3 separate regions of the Mus musculus genome follow, and regions 1 and 3 are each linked to region 2. Evidence: chromatin contacts called from public HiChIP or PLAC-seq and Micro-C data. All regions are on one chromosome and are shown on one strand. The core of a region is the stretch at or near the end of the contact, and the rest is flanking DNA. Distances in the headings are between cores, read along the strand shown.

Region 1 (3,007 bases), core at 166-2,665, 230 kb after region 2:
GCATTCCAGTCAGATATGTGATCTCTGGCCAGAGCAGCCATGTTGCCCAATTAAAATTCTCTATAATGGCTTCCACTGTGGTGCATTTATCTGTATGGGCCAAGTCTCACTGGCCCTTTCTATCTTGGAACCAAGAAGTGTCATCTGCTGTTGCAAATTCTTGAAGGTTAGACTGTCCTGGTTGTTCTCTGAATACCTTGCCCACCCTAACATCTATACACCATCATTTTCACATCTATATACCATATCCACATCTGTATACCATCTCTACGTCTATACACCACCATTGTATTTATGCACCATCTCTGTATCTCTATACCACCATCTCCACATTTATACACCATCTCCACATCTATGCACTACCATCTCTGTATCTATACACTATCCCTGTATCTATGCCAGTGTGTCCACTAAGCTCCTTCCATTTAAACCTCCTAACAGTTGCCAGTATTAATCAGGATATGTGCATTTAAAACTTCATCTAGATGCAGACATCTCTGTCCCCCTTCCTCTTTTCTCTCTCTCTATCCCCATCTCTCACTTTTTCCTCTCTGATCCTCCCTCTCCTTCTCTTATCAACGAGGAGAGTGGTATCAGAATATGACACACCTAAATAAGAAACAGTCTGTGTTTCTGTCCACTTTGGCTCTTGAACCCCTGTCTTAGTCAATCCCTCTATGGATTATGTCACTCTTCCCCACATAAAGTCAACATGAAGCTGAGCTGAGCAAATATGATATATTTTTATGTGTCCTTGCCTCATACCCCCTCATCCAGTTTTATATAAGTATTCAGCTCTGTATGTTTGTCATTCTCAAATTTGCTTCTGTCTAGCTCTCAGACCTGTTTCTATGGGACTCTCCTTTTCTGGCTTATAAGTTAGAACCTTCTTATGGGTTTGAGCACTTCAGGTCAGGGTCTACTCCAGACTCATAATTCTACAATAGAAGACACAAATGTGCTTATCCAGAGAAAGGGAAGGGAAAGGTAAAAGGACTTGTCCACATTCTTCTCAAATTCCAGAAGCAGAACTGAGAGGAGGAGGCCAACTTTACACATCCTAACCTGAGATTCTGTCCTTACCATTTTCTGAGGGAATGTCTCACCCACCATGTGGCTTCTGATTTTCTCTGCTGGTGGGAATCATATTAGGAGAATACATGAGCAGCTGTTTTAACATAGGATAGAGAAGTAAATCCTAGAGGAAGGTACTATGGGCACACACACACACACACACACACACACTCTGCATGCAAGGACTTTGACGGAAACAGACTCACTTCTCAAATTGATGAACTGGCAGCTGGATGCCCAGCTGCTGGGTGTTTCCATCCTGACTGCCAACCCTGTGTGACACCAGCCATGAGTGATGAACTGTGAAAGCCAGGACTAGTAAGATTGCCATGCTCTGTGAGCTCTCAGTGTGCCACCTCAGTGCTTGCCGCCATGCAGGACCAAATATAGTTAAACCCGGGTGGTCAAGGATGGATGCAGGCTACCATCTCAGAAGCAAAGGACAAGTAGCATCTGCCATCAAGTTTTCTAGAACAAGGAAGAAATGAGTTCATCAGAAACAAAGAAACAAAAGGGCAAGAGGGAGGAAATTTTTGTGTGAGATTTGCTACTGGAGACTTTGCTTTTAAGATTCATTTCAACAAAACAAAAAGGAACGAGGCATCCGTATTGCTTTCATGGACTGTATACAAGTCAGTAAACCCATGAAAGGAGGCTGCACATAGAGTCCAAATCACTTTCTTGACAAAGGATCTTTTTAAAGGAATATTGTTTCCAACAACACCAAAAGAATCAATAAAACGTTTAGAAATGGTTGGCTTTAAAAATATTTTTCAAACTGAATTTGTTGCCTTAATTTAAAAAAAAAAGACAATAAAAACACCTAGAATTTATAGGAAACATGTGATATGGTCTTTGTAACAGCATTTTATGGTCATGAATCACCAAGTGGACCAACCAAAGTCACACCACCCAGTCTACCTACTGAGCTAACCAGAGTGCCAATCGAGGCCAAGTGTGGTTGTGTCATCTCCAGACTGACAGTTAACACGGTCAGAATGACCTGGTCATCTCTACCCAGTCACCAGATAAGTAAGAAACACTGTTTCATAAGTAACATCTACTTTTGTGGTTTATTTTTCAGATTATAAAACCAAAACACGTTCACTGCCCAAACTGAAATTTAAAAAATAGACAAAAATGAAAATCAAAAGCAGAGAGAATTCAAATAGACACTAAGTCAGCATCCCAATGTTTCTTTGTTAACCGTGCAAGGAAGATCTTTCTGCATTTTTCCAGTTCTTGTACCAATAAACTCAGCTGATAAGTGAGATAGAAAGAGAATAATTTATAAATATAAACAGAAAGTAACAACATAAAATAGACACAAATGTGTAGACTTCAACAGCCTGTTCTTTTATATGATTCTATTGTAAAGTGTTTCAATGATGCCTAATTCTCTGTCATATATCTTTTCAATTTTTTCACTGTTACAGCAGGCTTGATCTCCATTTCTGCAACTGGACAGACTTTATACTAAAGCCCTTGCTTTTGCATGACCTCTGTCTTTGAGAATCTTACTTTATCTGTACTTAGCGTGCCCCAGTGGTCACACTTCCAGTCTGGTGAGTGTTCACTTAACAGACTGGACTCCCAGCTTGCAGTAACCCAAACATCTATCTTTCTGTGGAGAGGAGACTGAAAATCCAGTGGGCTCAAGTTTCCTTCCTGAAACTCACTTAGTATAAAACCATCGGTGGGTAGGTATAAGCCAGTGGGCAGAACTGCAAGAGTCTCCAGTGCACTACACCCTCTACAAACACTGCCTTAGCACAGTCATGTGTTTGCATGGCCATAGGCCTTTAAGTCTAATGTCTCCTTGAGACGGAAATTACATCTTATTTTTCTCATTATTTCCAGAACCTCGCACACAACCTGGCACATGGGAGTCCACTACTGAAAATTTGCCAAATGAGCACATGACAAGTTGCCA
Region 2 (3,170 bases), core at 605-3,104:
CAAACTCTTGTCACTACTATCAGATGACACCAACTTTCTTGGAATGAGTTGTAATGTGGCTGCTTTGGGGAGATGACATGTGGAGACATTTACTTTTGCTAGGGAAGACTGGGTCAGATGAAGTTTGTGGCTTGAACTACTCAACAAGCTCCATGCAATTCTTTAAAGTAGTGGTTTTCAGTCTGTGGGTTGAGAACCCCACAGGGGTTGCCTATCAGATATCCTGCATATCAGATATTTACGTTATGATTTATAACAGCAGTTATAAATTATAGTTATAAAGTAACAATGACATAATTTTGTTGTTGAGTGGGTCACCATAGCAAGAGGGACTATATTGCAAGGTCACAGCATTAGGAAGGTTGAGAACGACTAATTTAGAGGCTTGGACAATAGTGTTTGGTCTCTGGATATCCATATGCCATTGCACGTGCCTCCTGTAGTCAGACTACACAGTGTTAGAGCCTCAGAGGCATGTGATTGGGCCCATTTATCCCCTTGTTTTCTCCAAGTTTCTGGTAGTTCCTACTAGTGAGGCCTATTTTCCCTGCAAGTTATCTTTTTATGTTTTCTACTAGCTAAACCAACCAACCTCCACCCAGAATCTTGAGTGTCTACAGCCACCTGCATACCCTGCATATCTCAGACAGGTGCAGAGGCTGGCTTGGCTCTTTACTAGAAGGCAGAAGGAGCTTGAGCCTCTTGTCTCCACTGTGAAGAGGTTGGAAAGGATCCATATATCATCTCCAGTGCTTGATGGATTCATTTCCTAGCTCCATTCCAGTTTGCTCAGGAAACCAGTCCTTATAGGTAGGTTTTCTCCTCTCTACATGTTTTCATCTTTAATGAGGATCTCAGCTTTATCTGACCTCTGATGAATTTAGCCACCATGCAATTCTAAGGCCAACCAATGATACACCCTATCCAATCAAATGTTCCTGGCTCCTGATGCTTTCTTTCTCTCATAGAAACAGAGTTTTCATACATTTGGGAATGTGTCCATATTGTTCACTATAAGATTCTCTCTCCACTCTCTGCCCCCTGACATATTCCTCTAGATTTCTAGAAACTTCCCTGATTTCATACACATATATCTTAGGGTTGTTAAGGACAATACATTTAATTCTTCTGTATGCCAGCATTTCCAACACCCATCCTAGACTCTCCTTGTGTCCCAGATCATGTTCCATTCAATTCTGTCAGATCCTGGCTAACCTTATGTGGGAGGGTATCTAAAGTCCTTATTGTGTGCAGACAATTTCTATACATGCAAAATATGTATGGTGGGGAAAGCGACTATAATTTTGTGTATTATGTATAATTTGTGTATAAAAGTATTATGTTGTTACTTCATGAAATGTACCTTGTGATGGACATCAGCTTTACCTATGAGCAGCAATGGGTGTTAAAGTATTTATAGAAACATGCTTATCAGCATGGCTAATCCTGTTAATTCATCAGACAGTTGACTCTGGACCCGTCTCCTCTTTCAACTCCTCCCTTCTGCCTTGACTACAGATTCAACCTTCAGCATCATCTTTTAGTCACCACTGACTCATGGCACCCAACCTTTCCTGCCCCTTGTGCCATCTCTCTACACTTTTCACTTTGTCTCTCCACATTCCCTCATCAAGTGGTCATGTGTTTTTAGGATGCTGCTTTCTCCAGAGCTGCAGCCAGTCATCGGAAAGAGCCAGTTTGAGTAAATGTATGAGCAAGAGCTGACAGAAAAGGACTAGCTACTGTCACAGGGACTTCTCTTTGAATTAGAGAAACTGCTGTCAATATATCTCCATGCAGAGCATACTCACAATAGATGAACTCAGCCTGCCGTTCTGGGAGCACTTCCTGTTTCGTCATACACAGAGCTGAAGCTCTACATGAGCACAGGCTAGGCAGATGACAACAGCTGCTCAAGTTATGACTCATGAACATAATGTCTGCTTTCCATTTAAATGAATGCTTAAGATTAAATACTTGATTTTATTATAACTCATCTTATTATCATTTTACATATCTCCTCCAGAAACCTGTTTTGAAATTTACGTTTTCTTTCGCAGCTCCAAGCAGGAAATTATATTTCTAGATAGGCTGTCTATCTCTCCCTTCTAGAGCCTTCCCAGAGGCACTTTGGTTAGTCTGTAGAAGAAACAGGTCCTGGCAAAATCTCTTTAACTCTTGTCTCTACAGAGGCCTGCACGTTTTCTTGAGCTGATTCAAAATGCTCTTGAAAACTAATGGTGACTTAATTGGATTTGATCATGTTAATAAGATTCTGATCATTTAATAAAAGTTTTTCTAGGTTTGCATTGGACTCTAACACAATGAAATGGATGTTTGGGGAGGATAATAATGTGCTATGTAGAGAATCCAGATGTCCCAGCCCATCACCAGAAATCAGAAAATAAGTTACCAACCATTAGCAGACTGGCTTCATTATGGAGATTCGGTGCTCACAGGCTATCTAGAATTGACCTCCATCTCTGTGCCTGGAGAGTGCATCCTGCCTAAGCTCTGAATATAGAAAGGGGCTTTAATCCATGAAGGAATTTTTTTTTCTATTAAAGCTAGTGTACATTGGAGAACAAGCCATTTGGCTTTCATGAACAAACCCCTTCACACATACAGGCCAGTCATGGCTCTTACCCTCAAAAAACACTCCTAATTCCTCAACTTTCTTCTCTAGACCTACCTGCCTTGTCTGAGACTTTACTCGACAGCTTTTGCCTGCAGTCTCCTTCCAGACTGCTAGCCTGTTAACTATTGAGTAACTGTTTCCAGAATTCCTATTACTCTGTCTGGAACTGACTCCTAAGCAGTGGTTCTCAACCTTCCTAATGCTGTGACCCTTTAATACAGTTCCTCCTGCTGTGGTGATCTCTAACCACAAAATTATTTGTGTTGCTACTTCATAACTGTAAGTTTAGTGCTGTTATGAATCATAATGTAAATATCTGTGTTTTCAGATGGTAACCCCTGTGAAAGAGTCATCCACCCAAGGGTTGGAATGACCCAAAAGCTGAGAACCATTGGTCTAAAGACAGGTTTAGAATACCAGTGTGCACTCAAGGACATGAGATCGGTATGCACAACAACCATTTGTACCTTTACATTCTTTCCATCAGTGTTCACAACACTGTTGGTAAAAGGAAAAATTAAAATAATTCATA
Region 3 (3,357 bases), core at 465-2,964, 130 kb after region 2:
CAGCTGAGAACAAGAACTCCAGAACAATTAACAAAATTTACTATGAAGATTTGCTTACACAGAGGCAATGTTTCTTTTCTATGGAGATACTTTAAATAAGACTGTTAAAAGAGTGACCACCATTCTTAAGGCTTAAGTATAACCTTAGAGTATGGACTTACTACTCTCTCAAGTCACAAACCTGCAATTAATGGGAATCTCACAAATAAAGACTATAAATTTTGTTGCCTATGAAAACAAGTTTTAACTCCCTAGACAAGCCTTGTACCTTGATCTTATCAGCCTGTAAAGTTTATTCAGTGTATCTCCCAGAAACCATAGTATCTATCTCATTTATTGAGGAAAACATTAGAGAGCTCCTTAAACACCTTTAAGCAATATGTCTGAATCCATCCAGGTCCTACATGCTGCTGTTGCTGAAATACTGGAACTCTTTGTAGACACCTAAGCCCACATTTAGGCATATGCTCTCCCTTCCCTGAGAGTCAGTCTCCATTTTTCTCTCCCAACCCTTAATGTTGCTAACTATATCCCTTCTAATAAACTCCAATGCTGCTTCATAGTAACTTGTCCTGAAATTCTTTCCTGTTTCACCCATAGAAGCCTCAGAATTCCTCACACTGCTGCATGCGGCAGTAGGAACTTTGTCTGACTCTCACCTACTCCCACTGCCATTGCCTGTGCGTATGAGGGGTGATGTCAGCCTTCCACACTGGGTGGGCTCGACTTCTGTTCTCTTTCCCTGAGATTCTGCTGAAGTCTGCTCTTACAGTATGTCCTGTGGCTCACGGAGTAGCTTCAAAACTTGTCAAGGATTAATACTTTTTGTTTCTTTTCTTTTTGCATAGTAAACTTTTTAATGAATGAGCATATTAAATGGTTAAGTGAAAATGCTACCATATTTCAAAAGAGTAAATTCTAGCACAGTTTAATTAGAAAGAGTAACATTCCATAAAACTGTAAAAACTGATGCTACATACAAACCATGGTTAATACAGTGATATATATTATCATTCATATATATATATATATATATATATATATATATATATATATATATATATGAATCTCCTATTTCATCAAGATTTCTTTACTTGTCCTCAACAAAAACATTTGTTCCAATTGTCTTGCTCACCATTATGGACAGCAGATGATGCCCATTGAAAACATATTTTATATTCAAGTTCCACTATTTAGCTCATTGCTAAAAAGACAGGAACAGTGATAATAATCTCAGCCCACTCTCTTCTCTGCACATTAAGCAAAAATAAATCTAGTACAGTAGCTCACTTCTCTTTTATTTTATATATTTTTAAATATAACTAGGAGCTAAAGAAATGACTCAGACATTAAGATCACTTAACTTCTCTTGCAGAATACCTGGATTTGGTTCTCAGAAGCCACATGGCAGCTCTTATTCTAGGAAATTCGATAACTTCTTTTTCTCTGCATGGGTACCAGCCACACACATAATGCATATTCATACACACAGGCAAACCATTCATACACATAAAATAAAAATAAGTAAATCTTAAATATTTTGCAGTTATAAAAAGAAACCAAAAGGGTACATTATTATTATTTCTTTCACTATGTGGCTTTTGAGAAATGTTCCCTAGAAATAGACTCATAACTGAATCACTATAACATCTCTAACCCAAACCACAGACAATGTTCTGAATTTATCCTTTTCTGTGTATGTGGCATTACTTTTCCTTTACAAAGAGGCCTTCCTTCGCAAGTGTCTAAATGGTACGAGATGAGTCACCAATAACAAACCAAGGTTCCACCCATGTCTAATTTGGCAAACCAATAACTTTACTAGACCTACATATGGGAGCACGGATAAAGGATTACTTGGAGGGGTGAAGAGTTACCCAAGAGCATTTAGACCACCTAAAAGTCACATGCTGCCATGCATGAGAACCTTCTGAAAGTACATTACAGAGTCCCATCTTCTCCTCCTCCCATGATCCCTTGCAACTGGAAGACAGGGATGAGTGATGGGTGACTTCGCAGATGAGGGTCGTGCACCTTCCTTCTGATTCTCCTGTTGAGTGTTAAGGGCTCTATTACCACTGTTCTCCCTGTCACCCAGTCCATTCATTACCATGACTACCACCAGGTCACACCTTCTGCTATGATGCCAGACCTTGAGGAAATCGCTTCACCCAAGAAGTTTACAAAGCTTTGCTCTTTGCTCATGGCCCGTGAATAATGGGTTCAATTGTCTCAGATACCACATGCTTCAATGTGGTAAAGATTCCATTAAGTTTTTATAGTCACAGAAGAAGAAGAGGAAGAAGAAGAAGAAGAAGAAGAAGAAGAAGAAGAAGAAGAAGAAGAAGAAGAAAGAAGAAGAAGAAGAAGTAGTAGAAGAAGAAGAAGAAGAAGAAGAAGAAGAAGAAGAAGAAGAAGAAACCTTAAATCAAGGCAATTTTCAAGCGCATTAATGGAAACATCACATGGTTTATAGAAAGGTAGGAAGGCCTTTGCTCTTGGCTTCAGGTGCTGGTCAGTGGCATCCTTAAGGTACGGTCAGTCAATATAGCCCCAAAGGTTGCACATGGTAGATGGATGCTATAGTGATACCTTTAAGAAAACAAATGTCTGTTAGGGGGCTAACATCTAGTACAAGACAATTTTCTGACTGTGAATCTTTAACATGGATATAGCTTTTTTCCTGGGAAGTTCACACGCTTATCCTATAGTCCACGGTAATTTTCTTTCACTCTGTTAATGAGAGTGTTCACAATCCTGGATTTAATTTTACTTCTCTTGAATTTTGCTCCATTAAGGAGAAAAAAACTGTCCTTGGTTCAAAAATTACAAACTAGGCTGAAGAGGTGGTTCAGTAACTCAGAGTACTGGCTACTCTTCCACAGGAGCCTGGTACACTTGCCTACACCCTCAGCATGGCTCAAAACATCTGTATCTCCAGTTCCAGGAGGATCCAACACCATTTTCTGGCCTCGGTGGGATCTGTATACACACAGAACAAACATATACATGAAGGAAAGCATCCATCCACATAAAAATGAATCTTTTAAAAAAAAATCTATCCTAAAGACTGGTGAGTCCATACAAGGAAGTTCCATTCTGAAATCTCTGAAGATGTGTGTACCTGAGGCCTGCCTGGGGAAGCAAGAACTGAGTCCATTTTATTTTCAAATCTAAACAGATTCAGTTTTATTGGGATGACTATAGCATTGGTCTGAGGATTTGGAAAGCCAAAATGATATGATTATAAATCATTCCTGGATACTAATCATGTACCCAACTAAATGACATCTTTCCAACTACATCAGCTACTCCACAAAGGACATAAAGGATATTAACCCATGCAGAGATCAGGCT

What was found. Hi-C and Micro-C count contacts between places; a contact is called where the count stands out from the background. HiChIP or PLAC-seq counts read pairs in DNA pulled down with a chosen protein or histone mark.
Region 1: a Micro-C map of muscle stem cells shows a contact between it and region 2, with 5 times the contacts expected there. The contact joins two enhancer-like sites. A contact is called at or near these places in 1 of 15 datasets of contacts at CTCF or cohesin (CD8 T cells), 2 of 484 Hi-C or Micro-C datasets (bone marrow-derived macrophages and muscle stem cells) and 1 of 115 datasets of contacts at active chromatin or transcription factors (CD8 T cells).
Region 3: a BATF HiChIP or PLAC-seq map of CD8 T cells shows a contact between it and region 2, with 16 read pairs. The contact joins two enhancer-like sites. A contact is called at or near these places in 1 of 15 datasets of contacts at CTCF or cohesin (CD8 T cells), 1 of 484 Hi-C or Micro-C datasets (muscle stem cells) and 2 of 115 datasets of contacts at active chromatin or transcription factors (CD8 T cells and pancreatic cancer cells).

Annotation. Positions count from the first base shown.
Region 1 is chr13:37,236,171-37,239,177 of GRCm38.p6, forward strand. No RefSeq gene overlaps it. Among named protein-coding and RNA genes, the nearest start is that of Gm30600, 12 kb to the right of the region's middle. Within about 2 kb of position 1,416, at least 1 of the 459 cell types and tissues checked has an H3K27ac peak or open chromatin away from gene starts, as enhancers often do. A contact at or near this core is called in muscle stem cells, where this site is marked.
Region 2 is chr13:37,009,102-37,012,271 of GRCm38.p6, forward strand. The region is part of intron 3 of F13a1 (coagulation factor XIII, A1 subunit); the gene reads right to left. Among named protein-coding and RNA genes, the nearest start is that of Gm30240, 22 kb to the left of the region's middle. Within about 2 kb of position 1,855, at least 36 of the 459 cell types and tissues checked have an H3K27ac peak or open chromatin away from gene starts, as enhancers often do. A contact at or near this core is called in CD8 T cells and muscle stem cells, where this site is marked.
Region 3 is chr13:37,139,272-37,142,628 of GRCm38.p6, forward strand. No RefSeq gene overlaps it. Among named protein-coding and RNA genes, the nearest start is that of Gm30549, 70 kb to the left of the region's middle. Within about 2 kb of position 1,715, at least 4 of the 459 cell types and tissues checked have an H3K27ac peak or open chromatin away from gene starts, as enhancers often do. A contact at or near this core is called in CD8 T cells, where this site is marked.